Linked DNA regions of Capra hircus: region 2 is linked to region 1. The links are chromatin contacts, called in public Hi-C maps. All regions are on one chromosome and are shown on one strand. The core of a region is the stretch at or near the end of the contact, and the rest is flanking DNA. Distances in the headings are between cores, read along the strand shown. Region 1 has its middle 19 kb from the start of ASB4. Region 2 holds the start of PON1 (serum paraoxonase/arylesterase 1).

Evidence for each region. A called contact is a pair of places that touch in the nucleus more often than the background predicts.
Region 2: a contact with region 1 is called in a Hi-C map of blood, with 4 times the contacts expected there. The contact joins the promoter of PON1 here to the enhancer-like site in region 1. A contact is called at or near these places in 2 of 5 Hi-C or Micro-C datasets (both in blood).

Annotation. Positions count from the first base shown.
Region 1 is chr4:107,914,480-107,917,103 of ARS1.2, reverse strand. No RefSeq gene overlaps it. Among named protein-coding and RNA genes, the nearest start is that of ASB4, 19 kb to the right of the region's middle. Within about 2 kb of position 1,338, at least 3 of the 5 cell types and tissues checked have an H3K27ac peak or open chromatin away from gene starts, as enhancers often do.
Region 2 is chr4:108,066,376-108,068,999 of ARS1.2, reverse strand. It overlaps PON1 (serum paraoxonase/arylesterase 1), which reads right to left and starts at 1,294. Exons shown (of 9, transcript XM_005678946.3): 1 at 1,155-1,294. The coding sequence starts at 1,228.

The DNA of each region.
Region 1 (2,624 bases), core at 89-2,588:
TTCTGAAGTTCCTTAAAATTTGAGAAACATTATCATAATTCAAATTGCCGATAGAATAGATCGTTATAATGAATGACTATCTTCTCTTACACAGTCCTTGCCTAAGCCCAGCTGGATATAGAATTCGGATATAAAATTATAATCCAGAGTATTGGCATTCTTCAGTGATTCCCATTACTGGTGGGGTTTAACATGAGCCATTTGCATTCGAGGCCTCCTGTAGTTATAGACCCAAGTCAGGTTTCCAGGTCATCTTCTACTTCTCCATTCTTTTTATTTTAGTTAAGTTGGATTAGCCATTCTCTCCCCAGGCCCTTACTCCCTGCTGTGAGGGATGGTTGACATCCCTTAGTTCTGGGAAGACTGACATAATAGTAATCTCTGGTGAGTTGGAGATTTTGGGAAGAGTGCATTCTAGGTGGTGCCACACTATAATCAAACATCCGATGTGTTTTGGTTTCTATCAGAATTCTATGTCAAATATCCTCTGTGAGGTCTCTTTCGAGCCTTCAGCCAGAAGGTAGAACTCTTTCCTCTCCAACACTCTCACAGTATAATCTATTCTGACCTGCTGTGTAGCCTGTACTTCTCATTTCTCTCATTCAGCTATACGTTCTTGAGACTGGGGGCTTCATCCTCCTACTTGTGGCTTCCCTGGCGGCTCATATGGTAAAGAATCTGCCAGCAATGTGGGAGATCTGGGTTCGATCCCTGGGTGGGAAAGACCCCCAGGAGGAGGGCATGGCAACTCATTCCAGTTTTCTTGCCTAGAGAATCCCCAGGGGAAAGAGGAAAACTTGGCAGGCTACAGTCCATGGGGTCCCAAAGAATCAGACACAACTGAGCAACTAAGCACAGAGACCCTGGCTCTTTACTGGTTACTGGGCATTCACTGGGCTTCCCTGGTGGCGCAGAGGTTAAAGCGTCTGCTTGCAGTGCAGGAGACATTGTCCTCCTACTCACCTTGTGGCCACGCCCGCCAGAGTGTCAGACACATAAATAATAACTCTGAGAATACCTGTTGAATCGTGGTATGTGGTGGCAGAACTGCCAGGCAAGCCTGGAGAGTCATCTGACAGTTTCCGGCTAAGTCTGTTAGCTGAAATGAGTTAGGTGTACATTGCATGTCTGTCCCCAAATATTCCTTTGTAGGTGGCTGACATTCGTTCTTATAAGATTTATAGAAACTTCACAGCCTGTGTTTAAAATACAAAATCCACCTAGAAGGATCAAGAAATAGAAGAAAGATCTAGAGAACAAGCCTTGCTCTTTTACCCCCTGGCGCTATCAAGGCGCAGCCTAAGAGACAGGAGAAAGGACAGGACTGAGAAACGGGAACAAATCTTTGATTTCACAGTCTTGCCTGGGGCCTTGACTGACAGTAGCTGCTGCTTTAACCCCCATCTGTGGCTTCACGCCTTTTTAGAAGAGACTCAGGAAATCTCGCTCTCGTCTTATACGGAATATGTTTCCTGCCTAAGAGGAAAATCGTGAGCATGAGAAGCAAGCTCGCTTTGCTTTCCCACACCCTAACACAGTCTTGTAAGACAATAATGATTTACAAAGAAGCTAATGACACAAGGTATAAAGCATATTCAGTTTATTATTCTAAGTCCTCTTCCTATTACCACTGCAATGAAAACAAACAGTAAACGCACAACTGCCCTTCCCTTCCAAACAGCGTTTCAGTCGGTTCAGTCGCTCAGTCGTGTCTGACTCTTTGCGACCCCATGGAGCGCAGCACGCCAGGCTTCGCTGTCCGTCACCAACTCCCGGAGCTTGCTCAAACTCATGTTCATCGAGTCGGTGATGCCATCCAAACGTCTCATCCTCTGTCATCCCCTTCTCCTCCTGCCTAGATGTTTATATTTATTTGTTAGCTACTCACATTTTGAAATTCATTCTATAACGTCCTGTACCCATGGAGAAATTCACTGTAGGAAAATATGATCATAAAAGATATGGTTTAGGTGGATAACTGCCCCCCTCCTCAATTTTTAATCTATAGTTGTGATTTAATCTAGATCACATTTTATCTGCATTGGCTCAGATTTTTTTTCCCCTGGGATACTGCAGCTGTTTTTCCAAGATCATTTACCGAGAAACACTGCCATCATGCGGCCTGGTGTGTTAAAGACAGCTAATAAAAGATAACAGCAGCATGGCTTTAATTTTCTCTCCAGAAAAACGCTTGCAGCTTTTACATGTGCTTTGCTCTTTGAAGCTGTATTTGTGGATTCCTTTCTCAAAGAGCATTCTTAAAATATTTGCCAAAGAACAAACTCTGTGTCAGCTTTTGAATCCCCAGAGTACATAGTGACCACAACAGAATAGCACATTTATAAAATAATAATTGAACACGGCTTATTTTACAAGTTTATAAAATTTTCATAAATATGTCCACCTTAAAGAGCATAGGATAACTTTCTCGTGTGCACTGAAGTGACTGCTTTTTTTTTCCTCACACTACAAAGAGCCTTCGGGGAAAGGAGATGTATAAGATCCGTAGGGAGGGAGTATCATGTTTAAAAACTAAAGGATGAAGCTTAACACTAAATCTGAGGCTCCACTTTGCCACTGATTAACTATGGAATCTTGGGCAAGTCACACAAGCTCTCTGGTCT
Region 2 (2,624 bases), core at 45-2,544, 150 kb before region 1:
TGACAACAAATAGTACCATGGTTAGTGAAAATCCACAAATTAATTTTTACATGATTAAAAATCCCAAATCACTGTTTGTTTCTTACTTTTTTCTAAGTTTGTGATTCCAAAAGTAACCAACAATTAGAAAAGAAAATCCCAATATTTACAGAAATCTATTCTGAATGAATGTATGTATGTTGCTAAACAGTCAACAGGGTCATATGATCTTTTTCTGAAAGTCCAAAATGTTCAGTTTGATTTTTAGTAATATTTTACTTCAAAGTCAATAATGTATGACCGATTAATCGTTAGGGTTAGGATGATCTCTAGACTTTGAACCCCTATTAAAAAGTTATTATGAAACACTGATACTTTCTTAGAAAACTTTTCCCTCTTGTATAGTACTTAAAAATTTATAAAACCTTTAAGGGAAACAGAACACTTCTAAGAAAGGCACTTTTCCCTTGAAGGGAAGCAGGACACATTTATTAAATACTATATCCCAAGCACATTGTTGGGTGCTTCTTATATGAGGCTTTGGTGACGCAGTAGCCAACATACACTGATATTCATGAAAAATAAATGTGAGAGATCCTACAATGGAACGGACACAGCAAGAACCCAGGACATCAAGGTCTGTCCTCTAACCCCTGACACATCTCCGCTGCAGCAGGTGGCCGTTCCTTCCCATCTGCTCCACTGCACACAGGAGTTTTCTGTCTCTCAGCGAAGCCTCAAACTGAGCATCTCCACGCTGGGAAGTTTTCTGCCACAGCCAGGCAACTGAGTCCGGAGCTTCTTCCCTAATTCTCACAATATCAGAGGCCCCCTCCAGTCTGGTTATTTATTTTGCAGCAAATCTGAGAAGTGAATCTGTAGCCAAGATAAACCAGTATTTATGAAAAATTAATTGGTGTGTGACAACAGCTTGGCCACTCACACCAAGGGCAATCGCCTCCTTAGCCTCTCTCCCAGGCCGTAAGCAAGGGTGATCAGGTGGTTGGGGAAAGTTGCATATTTATGAAATCGCTTTGGGATGTACATCCTGCACTTGCCTTCTGATTTTCTAAGAGCCTGGAGCCAGCTTGGGAGTGGAGGGTGAGGGGGAAGACTCCCGGGTCTGGCTAGTGGATAGGACAGACAGTACAGGGGTGGGCTGCAACCCAACTCACAGATAAGAAGACCGGTGATCCCTGAAGAATGCCAGCCCCAGTCCCAAGAGGGTGAGCACCAACAGCTTCGCCATGGCCTGGGACAGACGGCGGCGGCAGGATGGACGGACGCACAGACGGGAGAAGGGGTGGAGACCCTGCGCGCCCGCACCCGCAGCCTAGGGCTGCTCTGGGGTTGGCCCCGCCCTCCCCGTCTCGGGGCGCAGCTCACCTCGCCCGCCCTGCTCGGGGACTGCGCGAACTTGGTTGGGGTCAGCGCAGAAAGGGGGAGAATAGGCAGGTCGGAGGAAACGGAGAGCGGTGGGAAAGGAGAGCCAGGCTTTGAGGAACGCTCACTTTGTGCCAACAAGGTCCTAATCCTGTGACTCAGAGGGGTTCAGTAACTTGATCACTGTGACTCAGCCAGAAAAGGCACAAAAGGAAAGAAGGGCTGTGATTGGCACCTCTTAAGATGCAAGTTTATTCTCACCCAAGACTACCGCCACGTGGCTCCGTGAGACATCCGCATATCAAGCTTCTCTTTCAGCACCACTCATCAGATACCTCTCTAAGGTGTTCATTCATTCCAGACTCTTGGCTGACATTGAGTACCTGTTATGTGCCAGCAATCAGTAAAATATATCACTCTTGCATATGCTGTGGATAATCCGTGTTTGCATTATGGGGATGCACATCCTGTATGGAGAACAATAAAGCAGGGAAAGGCATAGAGCAGGCATACTGAGGTGCCATTTAAGAAAGGGGTGTCCAGGGAGGCATCACTGATAAGGCGACTTCTGAGCAAAGCAGGGTAGGAAGTGCCTCTACCTTCTGCCTTCTCTCCTGTTACCATGAATGAGACTTTCCTGTTCATGAGAGACCACCTCTTCTCTTTGCCCTGGGTTTCTTTTTTTTATTTCCTTCTCAAGAATTTTGGTCCCAGTTACAGCTTTCCTCTTCTACAACATCTTCCTCTTCTCTGGAATATTGCCATTAGATACAGGCATGCTTTAGGTTCACTCATAGTTTTCCGGGGAAAATACTCTGTGATCCCACATTTTAACTACCTACTGCTTTCTTTGCTGCTTCTGTAAAAAAGCACTGATAAAATCTCTTAGGCTTGTCGACAGTTGCTGCTTCCATTTTATCACCTCTTGTAACAGATTAACAATGGCCACAAATTCTTCGACACTTTTCCCGTTGAAAAGTGTGGTACAAGATCCCTCTTTTGACACTGGTGCTGTCTCTGTGAATGCCTTAATTTATAGAATGTAGTGGTGCTGTCCAAGTTTTTAGGCACAGCCTTAGAGACCAGGGGCTTCCATCTCTTGTCACTCAAACACTTACTCTTACATCTTGAGCTTCTGCTTAATAAATCTGACCACCTCACTGGTGTGTCCATATGAGAGGGTCTGAGCATGTGGAGAGGGAAAGTGGCCAGCTAAGGCCAGCGTTCTAGCTATCTCCACCAAGGCAGTGGATACAACTGAA